2 separate regions of the Mus musculus genome follow, and region 1 is linked to region 2. A link is a contact called in public HiChIP or PLAC-seq data. All regions are on one chromosome and are shown on one strand. Each heading gives the region's core, a stretch centred on a gene start, on an enhancer-like site or on the middle of the called end of the contact. The rest is flanking DNA. Distances are from core to core; before and after follow the strand shown. Region 1 has its middle 29 kb from the start of 2210406O10Rik. Region 2 holds the start of Sorcs2 (sortilin-related VPS10 domain containing receptor 2).

Region 1 (6,427 bases), core at 3,432-5,931, 36 kb before region 2:
AGTACCATTAGGTCAAAATGTAAGCTGGAAGGGCATTTGCCACAGCCTATGTATGGAGTGCCCTGGCTTTGAAGCTCAAAGCTGTAGAGCATTGACCATTTCCATTCTTGGCCCCTGGGCTCTACGGTATCCCAGATGCATAGCACCATATGGTACCATCTTGGGTCCAAGTTCCAAGTGCAATTCCTACCCAGTATCATCCCTTTCACAGCATTGTGTAGACAGGACATTTGAGCCATTTCAGACTCAGGACTGTGGTGGCTGAAGTGTCAACTTGCCATAGCCTACAGGGATGTGAAAGGGAGGCCTGAACGAGGGAGTGTCTGCGTCAGGTTGGCCTGTGGCAAGTCTGTGGGATCCTCTTGATTGCCTCTACAGAGGTGGGAAGACCCAACCTGAATGTGAGTGACACCGTTTTATGGCCTGGTCCCTAAACTGTAAGAATGAAGCAAGAAAGCTCAGAGCAAGCAAGCAAGGACCCATGCCTCCCCTCCACAGCTTCTTGTGGCTGGTGTCCAAGTTTCTTGTGTAGCCCTGCTGCCAGAGAAAGATTGGAGCTTGGGTCTTTGAAGCATTTCACACATGTCCCCTCAAGGCCACCTGCTTGCCTGCTTCTGCCACCCCAGCGGTTGGCTCTGCCCACACAGGGCCTCCTCCATCAGAGATTTCTCTCAGCAACTGTTCTTATTGGTCAGTGTTAGTCCCTCAGAGGGACTCTTATTCAACACAAGAAGCAAACCACTGTTTCTCTTGATGGGGAGATAAGACACAGAAGTGGAATTTCATTTTGGGATGCACAGAGGTACTCTACACAAAGTAGGCACCATTTCACCTCATCATTGCTGGCAGAGCAAGGGCTTAAATATATGTTATCTGTATACTTTTGTGTGTGCATGCATGACTGCATGAATTTATGTGTACTACATGTTCAAAGGAGCTCACAGAGGCCAGAAGAGGGCATCAGATCCCCTGGACTGGAGTTACAGATGGTTGTGAGCTCCATGGGGGTGCTGGAAACTGAACCAGGTCCTTTGCCAGAGCAGTGAGAACTCCTAACTGCTGACGTGCCATCTTCCCAGTCTCCAGAGCCTCCAGGGATTTGAAATCAGTGTCTTTGTTAGGGTTTCTGTTGCTGTGATGAAACACTATGGCCTAGGCAACTCGAGGAGAAAAGGGTTTCAGCTTACACTTCCATCACTGAGGACTTCAAGGCAGGAACTCAAACATGGCAGGAACCTGGTGGCAGGAGCTAATGCAGCGGCTATGGAGGGGTGCCGCTTACTGGTTTGCTTCTCATGGCTTCCTCAATTCTGCTTTCTTACAGAACACAGAACCACCAGCCCAGGGATAGCACCACCCACAATGGGCAGGGCCCTCCCTCATCAATCACTAATTAAGAAAATGCCTTACAGGCTTGCCTACAGCCTAGCCTACAGCCTAGAGCTTACGAAGGCATTTCTCCTCTCAGATGACTTTAGCTTTTATCACGTTGACATACAACTATCCAGCATAATTAGTTTGAGCAGGCTACCAAATAGGCATGCGCAAAAGTACTCTGGTGGTGTTGGAACACAGAGGACCTTTAGTGATGTTGGCCAGCTGAAAGCTGAAGCTGTCATTCAAAGCATCCATCTGTTGATATTAAGAGACTTCTAGCTCAGGCCACTAATGTGGGTCTGCATGGAAGTGTGTGTGCAGGGCCAGCACACAGTGGGAGCTTTATAATGCTGGATGGCTATAAGGGGAAGCTAAGATTTGGAGCATTATTATCTTCGAAGAGTGGTAAGTATGGGATACCAGAAGTGCTCGGGTGGGGCTTGCTCCGTGGTACTTCTTGGCCTGTAGCACACCCTCTGCCTTGGTCCCTCTCCCCAGTGCTTTCCCATGCTCTGCCTTTCCTCAAGAGTGTCATCCCCAACTCACCAGGGACAAGGGACTATGAGCAGAGGATGGGGCATGGCTGCCAAGAATGCAGCCTTGAAACTAGAGATCTTTTTACAAGAAAAAGAATTCTAAAAACTTGAGAGTTTTTCCAAGAAAGTCAGTCAGCTGCAGCCCTCGTTGGCTTCTCTGGGCCCCTTTCCTCTGAGACACAGCTTAGAGATTCAGCTGTTCTCCAGAACCTGGGCATCTGCCCCCACTTTCTTTCATTGTTTTTGATTCCCATATTTCACAGTTTAGCTCAGGCTGGCCTCAGACTAGCAGTGATCCTCCTGCCTCAGTCTGACCAAAGTACTACACTAAACAGCTGCAGTGCACCATCATGGCCATGCCTAGATCCACTTACATTCTAGTTTCCCCTTCCTCCCCCCCTTTCTCTCTCTCCTTCCCTCCCTCCCTCCTTCCCTCTCTCTCTCTTTCCCTTCTCTTCCCTTTCCTTCCTTTGGTTTTGGGGTTTTGTTTGTTTGGTTTTTGTTTTTGGGTTTTTTAGTTTTGTTATTTTTTGAGACAGGGTTTCTCTGAGTAGCCCTGGCTGTTCTGGAACTCACTCTATAGACCAGGCTGGCCTCAAACTCAGAAATCTACCTGCCTCTGCTTCCCAAATGCTGGAATTAAAAGCATGTACCACTACTACCCAGCTTACTGTCTAGTTTCTTAACAGAATTTATTCTTCAGAGTGTCATTTCACCCATGGTGAAAGTGAGCATCAAACATGGGAGCCCATATATGCTCTGTGTCCCCACAACTGCCCACATAAACACACACACACAAATACACACATACACACTCACACACACATGCACACACTCCCACACATATACACACACTCACACACATACATACCCACTCACACATACACTTATACAAACACACACTCTCACAACACACACATACTCAAACATAAACATACATACACACATAAACACACACACTTTCATACACACATACACACACAAACACTCATACACACATACACACACACACACATGCACACACTCAAACATAAACACATACACATATAAGCACACACTCTCATATACACATACATACACAAACACACTCACACACACATACACATACTCATACAAACATACACACTCATACATACACTCACACAAACATAAACTCATATACATTCACACACATTCACACATACTTGCATATATATACACACACATACACACATAAATGCACACAGTCACACACACATGCACAGATACACACATCCTTCCCAATGTCATTCCCTCAGCATGACCTCCTCGTGCTCTACAGTGAAGTAGAATTGTTATTAATTGACCTCAAGGTCATGGCTCTACTGCCTGCTGACCCTGCCTCTCCACTGTCTTTCATGCAGAATAGTCTGCACCCTGAACATCCTCCATGCCCTGCCCAGAATTCCTTTTGTTACAAGCATTTATGGAGTGCTGTGGACAGGCCTTGTGGATGACATTCTAAAATCCCATAGCGAGGGACTCAAGATAGATCCTCTTTGCTGCTCTGGCTGGATGTGAAACACAGCTCCTGTCCTTCCTCTGGGGCTCAACCCAAGAGCCATCCCAGTCACTACAGCTCTCCTCCCTGTCTCCTTGGTGAGGGGCAGCCTGTGGCTTGGAGAAGAACCAGATAGCCAGGGTTTGGGTCCAGGTTGAGACTGACAGCTGCAGGAGTAGGAACAAGGCCAGTCAGTGTCCCTGGGTGTCACTGCCAGCATCCAATGCTCAGAGCAGCGCTCACTCACCAGTGCCTCACCTTCGCTGCCTCCCATTGAGCTTGGGACCTTCTCTGCAGGCACCTGCACAAGCAGAGCCTAACGGGTATGGGATGGCCCACTAGGCTGGCATGGAGAATGCACCCTGGCCCCCTTGGAGAGTCCCACATCACTTCCTTGGCTCTGCGGCACTCAAAGACTGACATTGCAGGCAGTGGCAATGGGTTCAATGCCAAGCTGAGGGGCCCAGGGCTGACTCTGGGTGGGCATGTAAAGCCAGGAATGCTTGAGAGTATGGTCTTACCTTAGTTTTCACATGACAAAGAGCAGGCTACAGAGTTGAGCAAAATGAACGGGGACCTCTCAACCAGTGGGGCTCCCCAGGTAGATATTTTGGGAGAAAGCTAGTGCAGAAACACAGGGATGGGGTTTGCGACCTCCCAACCCCAAACACAGGGTCTGGTTATACCTGCCTTCCCACCTTAGCACAAAGCCTACAACGGTCTTTGTGCACTGGCTTGTGCAGCCGGTCCCCTGGGGGCCAATGCAGCTGGCATTGATTGACAGCCCTAGGAGACAGTCTGCAGTCAGTCTGAACCAACACAGGACTTCATTTGAAATTCAAATTCTGCTAAACAGAAAATTAATATGAATCTCATGTTTTTCTTTTCGCAGGCCCAGCTGTGCCTCTGCCAGCCAGCGTGGCTGCCGCACGCAGTCCTGTTGTCCCCAGCACAGCCTGTGCTCCCTCTAAGTGAGGAGGAAAGGTCTCCCCTCTGTGTTCTCATTCTGTAGGTAAGACATCAGGACCCCGATACAGCCAGCCTCAACCCAGAACCCCAACACAGACGACTTACCCAGAGAAGGTACAGAAGATGGACTTAGAGGCAGACTCCTGGGGTTGCTTAGCAAGAGGCCTGGGAGAGCTGCCTGGGTGGAGCCCCTGGGATTGCTCACCTGGTCTGCTCTGAGGACAGAGGGGAGCTGGGAGGAGTTTGCCAGGCCTGACAGCAGAGCTGGGGAATCCACTGGACCATTGCAGAAGGCAGGAACCTCCTTTTTGCCATAGACTTACAGTTCTCATGGGGGCATGTCCTGCTATCCCTCACCTCTCCTTATGCCCGTGCGACAAGATCATGACCAGGTTTCCACTTCTGGTCTAATCTCCTCTCCACTCAGCCCTTTCCAGATCATCCAAGTCTCTCTCTCTCTCTCTCTCTCTCTCTCTCTCTCTCTCTCTCTCTCTCTCTCACACACACACACACACACACACACACACACACACACACACACACTCTGCCCCTGTATTCAGGAACCCTTAGTGTCTCTCTCTGTCCCCGGAGCAGCTAGAGGACATTTTAGTGGTGAGCATGAGCTGTGGCTTCAAATCTTGACTCAGTCACTTCATTAGCAGTCACTCTGGTGAGTGTCACAGCCACTTTGAACTTGTTTCCTAGTCAATGAAGTGGGGATTGGAGCCCTTGCCTTGCAGCAGTTTGGGGGTTGGGTGTGGCGGTATATGGGAGGCAGGTGAGAACTGGTTGGAAAAGTGTCTATCTGCCTTGAGGGCTCTGGGGGCAAGGATTAGGGACAGAGCCTCCTTCTGTGTTTGTCTCCAGTGAAGCCCCATGCCTGCACAGAGCAGTGCTCATTGCTGAGTAGGTGTCAGGTCAGTGATGTCTGTCAGAATCCCTTCTTACTGTCATTTACCTGTAGGGGACAGAACAGGATTGCATAGTGTCTGGGTGTGGGCACAGCTATTAGGGTTGCTGGGACTTCTAGAATAGTGTAAGATCTAGCTAGCTTGTGGACTTCTTGCCTTGGTCCTTGATAGATAGAAGCTTCTAACGTTTCCACCAAGTGATCATGTGGGTCGGTGCTAGCATCTGTGTGCTCCCTTTGGATGTGAGCATCCTTGCATTCTGAGGATGCTTGGACATCAGGCACTTGTACAAAGCTGAGTTCTGCTTGCTGGAGCCTTTGTCCATGTGTGAGTTGGGCTATGCTTTGCCGTTCTATTAATATTGGCTATGATATGGTTGCAATTTGTTCCCCAGTGACTTACCTTACTTGCTGGGAGCTCACTCCTCAGTGTGGTGACCATTAAGAGGATCCAACTGTGGCAGGATGTTCACTGGGGGTGTTCTCCTGGAAGAGATGAATGTAGTTCTGATGGGCCCTTGAAAGAAGGCCAGCCCCTCTCTGTTCTCTGGCTCTCTGTTCCACTATGAACACTCTCTTTCCTGCACAAGCACCTGCCATGTTCCATCTACTATGAGGTTGCCACCAGAAGTCAAAGCCACTTAACCTTGGGCTTTCCTAAACAAACCTTCTTTGCTTATGTCTAATTTAGCCAGGGGCATTTTGTTATAGCAACAGAAAACAGATGGATCCAAAGTTATACCAGTGTTCTAGAGTGGGAAATAGTTGCAACAGGTAGCATTTTCATTAACCTGAGATTCTATGTGTGTTTTTTTTTTTTAAATACGCTTTTCCTGCCTCACCCCTCACTGTCTGTAGCACAGTAGAGCTGACCCTGGTGCCGTGGGCACAGGAGAGCCAGTCCTGAGGGTATGAACGTGGGAGAGCTGGCGGGGCTGACCAACCCAGCTACCACAGGCCCAGAGCCAGAGCTCGGAGCTGGCCCACCCCAATGTCTACCCCATCTATGAGCTACTAGAACATGTGAAGGGGCTCGTTCTGCAGAACCAAAGCTGCAGGATTGCCGGGACACAAGGCAGCAACAGAGTATCCAAGAGGAGTTTCAGTGAGGATCCA
Region 2 (6,798 bases), core at 195-2,694:
AAAGTACAGCAAAGCCAAGCTTACCCCAAACTGGAGGAGACCACAGCTGTAACAGTATACACTTATGACTTGGAAGCCCCTTCACCCCACCCCCACTCCCCAGATCTGGAAAAGGCACATGGGAGTTGGTCACATTATCTTCTCGGTTCCTCTCCTTCCCCACCCCCTTCAGCCCCACACTGACAGGCTTCGCTGCCCTTTCTTTGCTAGACCAAATGTCGCCACAGCTGTGCGCCCTTGCCTGGCTTTGGACTTCAGCTCCTGAATTTTTTGGGTTGGAAGTTTACATCAGGGTGCAGCCTGGGCACATTCCACAGGAGGAGGCCTTCTTGGACACGGGGCAGGGGCAGGCGCTCTAGTCCTGCTCAGTGCTTGGCACAGCGGAGCCCTGGCAAAATGACTTGTGCTGAACAGAAATTCCTGGAGGGGGCACTGGAGTTCAACCTTGGGAGCAAGTTCAGCTGTTGTTGCTGGATACTTTGTTCTTTGCTCTACTCTGTTCCCTGGAGTGAAGAGACCCAGCAGGCAGCGGGGCCTTTCAGTGTTGGTCTCCAAGTCTCCCTGTCTCCTAGACCCTGCTCCTGAGAGGATGCCGAGGGGACAAAGCTCAACTGCACTCTTGGCCTTATTTGGGCAGGCACCTGCTTTGTGTTCTGGATGGCAGAGGGGCTGGTAATAATGGCTGCTTTTATTGACATTGAATTAAAGACTTGGTGAGCTCTGGGGCTAGTTTCCTCATGTTCTGTGCTGGCCTACACCTTCTGGCTGGGACCTTGCCTCTCTGTTCTTCTCTCCTTGCTACCGCTACTCAGGTGTAATATGTTCAGGGGCTCCCCCTGGAGGTGGGAGATAAAGCCAGAGTCTGAGGGACTAAATTGGTTTTGGGCGACACCCCAAGGTTCCTGCACTATCCTCAGCTGCCTGGAACATCTTTCAGGTTTTCATGATTCGCAGGCGTCCCCTTGACTCTCTCCAGCAGCGCCCGGAGGAGGCGCCCTCCCCACCTCCGCAGAACGGCTACTCTGGAGTTGTTTGGCCTCTAAGCGGGCTACTTGGGTGTGGCCTGTTTCCCTTTGTTGCACCCTGTTGTGCCCCAAGTGCCTGGAACTCCGGCTGGTCAAGTGTAGACGCCTCGAGAAAGTCAGGGAGGATGAAAAGTGGGTGGGAGAAGAGGAGCGAGGATAAAGTTAGGAGTCACTGGGAAGGAAGGAAGGAAGGAAGGAAGGAAGGAAGGAAGGAAGGAAGGAAGGAAGGAAGGAAGGAAGGAAGGAAGGAAGGAAAGAAGGAAGGGGTCTTGGAGGTGTGACTGCACTCAGGACATCCTGGCCCGGCCTGGCCCAGCCCAGAGCTGCGGTGGCTTGCGCGCGGCCGGCAGGTGGCGGTGCTCCCTTGGCTGCGTGGCGGCGTTGAGTCCCCTCCTCCCGCGCTCCCTCCCTCCCGGCTCCTTTCTCTGCGCTCTTGCTCAAGCTCCCAGCGCCCTCCCGCTCTCCCGGCCGCGGTGTCGTCCGCACCGCCCCGCCGTTACCTACCAGCGACCATGGCGCACCGGGGACCCCCGAGCGCCCCGAAGCGTCCTGGCCCTACTGCGCCGGACCGGAGCTTTCAGGCTCTGCTGCCGCCGTGCTGGCCACGTTCGTGGCCGCTGCTGCTGCTGCTGCTGGTGCTGGTGGCTGCCTGCGGAGCGATGGGGCGCTCCCCCCAGCCCGGGCGCCAGGGTCCCGGTGTGCAGATCACTAGGCTGCTGCCCGCGGGACGCACGGAGTCCGGCGATCGCAAAGATCCACAGGCACGAGAATCAGAACCCAGCGTCCCGGGTCTCGGTCCGGGTTCTGCTTCGGGTCCCAGCACCGATGGCGCCCCAGCTCCGGGCAAGGGGCGCAGGGCTCGGGCGGTGCCGGTGGCCGGTGCGGCTTCGGCTTCGCGCGCACAGGTCTCGCTCATCAGCACGTCGTTCGTGCTCAAGGGAGACGCGACGCACAACCAGGCGATGGTACACTGGACAGGAGAGAACAGCAGCGTAAGTGACCTCCGCACTCACCCCGGCCCTGCCCGGACACCTCGGGATACCCAGGGAGACCACCACAGCCCCCTACTTCCGGACCACCCGCGGTCACTCTGCTGGGCATTCTTGGCTACTTGGGGGACGCGGGTCACCTCGGCGGCGCCCCTACTGGCTTCTGGTTATGGGTTACTTTTGGAAGGGTCCTCGAATTTGTGAGATTCTGTCTCGCTCAGAAGGTTTTTCCGAAGATCTGGAGACCAGAAACACCCCTAGCCTCTAGATCTGGGCTACAGGGAAGGTCCCTAGAGTCGTCAGGATCTGGGCAGCATGGGACAACTCCAGGTCCTTGAGGGCTACCCAGCTCTGCGCCGCGTGGACAGTGGGTGGGTCGCCCACACACTGCACTGCACTCAGCAGCTCCAGAGAACACCTCTGGAATTGCCACCTCTGGCGTCCTTACTACTTCATTTATGCTGACCTCAGGGTCCATGATATCCCTGACAGTTCCATGTCCTGTTCGAAGGTTCTTAATTCTAGGATTGCTCCTCCTAGTGTGCCCCACAGCTGTCTTTGGTCCGAGTGGACCATGGGGTGTTTAATAGTATTTAACGTTCTGTGGTCTTTAGAGCAGTGCGCCAACTCCCTCCCTCCCTTTCTCCCATGCCTCTCCCTCTGCCCGGAGAGCTCCAGCGTCCATCCCGCTCCTGCTCTTCCAGATTTAGGATCCAGCCACTCCCCGTTCCTTTTTTTGGTAGTGCACCTCAAGGGGTTTGTTTTTCCTTGTTAAAGGTCAGAGTCACTCTGTCCCCTCTGGGGAATCTCAGGTGTGTGCACTCCAGGTTTGCAAGCCTTTGCTCTCCAGGGAAGTGTGTTTTCATGAAGAGAGAGAGCCAGGAATCCCTCCTCACTGCCTGTACCACAGTCCACACAGACTCTCCACTCCTCCCCCACCCCACCCCTCAGGAGGTGACTCCACCTCTTTTCCTTGTCTTCCAAGTTTTTTAGGAGACTGCATAGGGCCAGAGTCCCTGCATGCACTGGGAAGTGGAGTGAGCGGGTCTTCTCTTTGGGTTATCAGGTGGACATAATGAAGCTGCAGACACTTTTAAAACACCCCCCCCCCTCCCCGTCTCCTCTCCTCGCACTCTCGGTGACTGCTTGGAGGCTTCCATTTGTACTAGGGAAGGGACCACCATGTAGCCTTGGCTGGCCTAAACTCCAGTCCTGCCAGCCCCTTCCCTACTGGCTGGCTTTGTCCAGGGTGCAGGTGTCTTCACTGGTCCCTAAGCTAATGGCATCTCCAGGAAGACTAGCAGCCCTCAGAGGGCAGAGCTGGTGCTGTGGATGCATCTGGCCAGCAGGGGGCAGTCAGGGTGCTGAACAGAGTACTTGGGTGTTCCTCCCAAGAAGGGAGTTGAGGTGCCCTGATGTCCTCAACTGCACCTTGACCAAGCCCTCCGCCTCTAGGTATTCCGCTGGTCCCAGCCTTTTAGTGCTGGCTAGCACCCAATGATAAACCGGGACCCCTGGGCCATTGGCCATTCTTGAGGACTGAATAGTAAGTAGCCCAGAATGCAAGAACTGAAAGGGACAGAAACACACTGAGATCTGGATCTGAGGTGCTGAAGTGGTTAATTCAACTATCTTGTCACTTTGTCACTTAGCTTCATGGTATGAAAGAGAGTGAGACACCAGGTGGGGGTGATGGATCTATAGGAAAAGAGACCAGCTGCCTCTAGTATGGGCTGTTTGCTGTCCAGCTGAACCCCCTATGAGATTATAGCCTGCCCCTTGAATAGGCACCTTGGAGAGTTGAGGATGGAGAATGACTGGCTGAGCTCTGAGGGACCCTCTTCTGCAGCCGTTATCACATGGGGGCAGGCATAAGATGTGGACACCTGGGCCCAGCCTGGCACTTAGGTGGCACCTAGCTTGTGATGAATGTGAGGGGCAGCACGGAAACACTACCCGGTTATCTCTCTGACTTCTGTCTTCTGTCTTCTCCCTTCTCTCATGGACCTTGCAGAAGATTCTCTCCAGAAACCCTGACGGACAGCCCATGGCTGGGGATGCACTCATAGGTTTACCTTGTCTGAGAAAACCCAGGAGTAGAAAAAGATGGGTGAGGGCTGCCTCAGGAAACCGGTTCCTTTAAACACAGTTCTCTTAGATCTGGTGTGCACAGCACATTCTTGGCACATGAAGTGTCTTGGAAGTGCGCTGCTCCCCCTCCGTGCTCAGTGTGCAGCCACAGGGACAAAGATGAGAGCCAGCACTTGGCAGTTGGCTGTACCTCTTGCTTGAAGCACCACCTCGGCAAGCTTGGATGAGACCAGAGTAGACTGAGGGACTCTGTGAGTGCTGTCTTTATGGGGTTGCCTTTCTGCTGCTTGCCTCTGCCCTCTGCAGATGCGGTCCACAGCAGAGTGTTTGCTTTATAACATCAGGTGCTTTTCCAAACAAGACCGCTAGGGGAGGGGGGCTGGGGGAGGGGCACAGACTCTCTGAAAGACATTAGTGAGCATCCCAAGCATCCCGCTAAGGGATGGGCTGAGGGATGGCGGGACTCAAGCTGGTTCCCAGACAGTCTCTGTCACTCCAGCTCTGGGAACATATGTGAGTTTTCCCTGTGAAGGCTCCATTCTTTCCCGCTCCCATGGAGATAGGGAAGAGGACTCACTTGGAAGTTCAAACAGGGCCTCTCCAGCTGACGTTTCGCTGTGCCAACACATTGTTACAAGTGAGATGAATCCTTCTTGGAAACCCACCAGGGTTGCCTTTTGATGGGCCTGGGTTGGGCTGTGCACACAGGGCTCTGGGTCTCCATACTGCCCTTGGAGGCAGAGAGGACATACGAAGGTGGGAAACAGACTTCTGTGCTGGGCTCCATCTGAGGGGTGGCAATTTCTTGTTAGCCTGGTAGGAATGTGAGGAACTGTTTTGGGGGAAATTACTTGCCGTTGGGGCTTATTTTAAGTATGCTCACCTGGGCTCCTTTCTGTATAACACTTGAATACAACTCATGGTTTAACTTGGGTTCAAACTTTCTACATCCAGGTCTCATCTCTGCTCCTCAGGCTGACCGGTGACTTTTTTCTAGCCTGTGCTGTGTCTCCGGAAGTGCTGGTGGCTGTTCCTAGATAGTTCTGGGCAGATTGAGCATACTCCGCTCTAGGCATCTGGCTGGACTCCCTACCCTGTGTCGTGTTATATAAATGCAGAGAGCCCAGTGCAGGTCAGAAGGTGGGTTCTCTGTGGTGGAAGGCCAAGGGCAGGCTGTCAGCCTCAGTTTCTTGTATAGAGGGATTATGGCCTCTGCCTGAATTGAATGGGAACTGTTGCAGGCCAGGTTCCTTGAGGGCAGGTGCATTAGTTTGCTCTGGCTTTTGTGGCAAAGGACTATGGCAATGTGGGTCCTAGACAGCAGTGTCCCTTTGACCCTTTGTTTGCACCTGGAACGTGAGCTCTCTCCTTCCTATTGGGACACCAGAACCACTGGGTTAAGGCCATCTTGACAAGCTCAGTATAATGGAATCACAGTTAGAAGTCCTACTTCTGATTCACTCATTTGCAAGTCCTGGGCTTCAATTTATGGACCTTGGGGGGGGGGGCTGAAACAGTTCTGCTCCCAAGAGCAGGGAGCGGGTCTCACTTGTCGTCCTCTGAGCAAGCACCTGGAGCTCACAGTCACCTGATGGGAAGGACGTCATCAGGGAGGACAGCATAGCAGAGGCGGCCTCAGGGCTGGCTCAAAGGATGAGTAGCGAGTAGAGGAGAGAAGGAGGGTGTTCAAGCTGGACAGTTTGAGCGAGTCCTGTTAGGTAAGAATTTGAAGGTCACAGGTGCCACACAGAGACACCAAATACATTGTGTGGGAGCAGAAGCCTGAGCAAGAAGCTGGGAGGGAAAAAGATTGCGCATGGTCCCCAAATGTGTGGCTGAAGAGCCCATGTCAGGGTCGGGGTGGTGAATATTTTGGCTTCCGAGCCTGCTGGCCTGGGTTTGTCTCAGGATCTCCCCTCTGGCTTTGAGTCCTAAGATGAATGGAGGAGATGCTCTGGGGCCTCTGTCCTTGCTGTGGGAGGGGGACTTGCAGGCTCATAGGTTGGTTGTACAAGGGCCAGATTTTCTAAGTGAAATGCATAGACCACAGCATGATGCATAGCTAGAGGTTAGCTTGGCATCCAGCTCGGGCGTGGCCAGAAAGGTCACAGAAGAAGTACAGGGTTGAAGCTTGTGGGACTCTATACTGGAGGTGCCCAGGTTAGGAGGAATAGCCTGCTGTGCCAGCTTCTTGCCTTCTTCAGTGCTGGGCTCTGAGGCGGCAAGTCAGTCTCTACCTACTGAGACCTTCTGAGATCTGAAGTGAATGGGTCCATGCCTGGCACAAAGCTGACTGACAGCCCTGCTTCCTATAGCTGTGGTGTTGTGGTGTTTGTGGCTTTACGGTTTTGCATTAGAAGTGTCTCAGCGGCTCCTGGGCACTGCGGCTTCCTGAGTTCAGGGCTCCTGAGAGCCAGTCTCCCTTTGTTCTATGGCTGGAGCGGAGGTCTGGCTTCCAGTGGGAGCTGAGACTGGCAGCTTGTAGGCACCGAGCACTTGTCCTTGCAGCTACTACCACCGAAACATCCGGTGGCCACCCAAGTGAGACAGAGACCAAGGATGCGGCGGCTCATGCTGAGTGCCTGTCACAGGGGCTGTCAGGTGCCTGCCACTGGTGGGCAAGCCCGTCAGGACCTTGAGGCTAGTGTCTGGATGAAGAATGAGTAGAAAGACAGCGCTGCCTGTGCAGTGGA

Evidence for each region. HiChIP or PLAC-seq counts read pairs in DNA pulled down with a chosen protein or histone mark.
Region 1: an H3K27ac HiChIP or PLAC-seq map of large pre-B cells shows a contact between it and region 2, with 2.0 times the contacts expected there. The contact joins the enhancer-like site here to the promoter of Sorcs2 in region 2. A contact is called at or near these places in 1 of 39 promoter capture datasets (pre-B cells), 13 of 484 Hi-C or Micro-C datasets (B cells, the C2C12 cell line, cerebral cortex and 7 more), 3 of 115 datasets of contacts at active chromatin or transcription factors (double positive thymocytes, embryonic stem cells and large pre-B cells) and 1 of 9 other capture datasets (liver).

The regions. Positions count from the first base shown.
Region 1 is chr5:36,432,560-36,438,986 of GRCm38.p6, reverse strand. No RefSeq gene overlaps it. Among named protein-coding and RNA genes, the nearest start is that of 2210406O10Rik, 29 kb to the left of the region's middle. Within about 2 kb of position 4,681, at least 15 of the 459 cell types and tissues checked have an H3K27ac peak or open chromatin away from gene starts, as enhancers often do.
Region 2 is chr5:36,392,785-36,399,582 of GRCm38.p6, reverse strand. It overlaps Sorcs2 (sortilin-related VPS10 domain containing receptor 2), which reads left to right and starts at 1,444. Exons shown (of 27, transcript NM_030889.2): 1 at 1,444-2,017. The coding sequence starts at 1,538.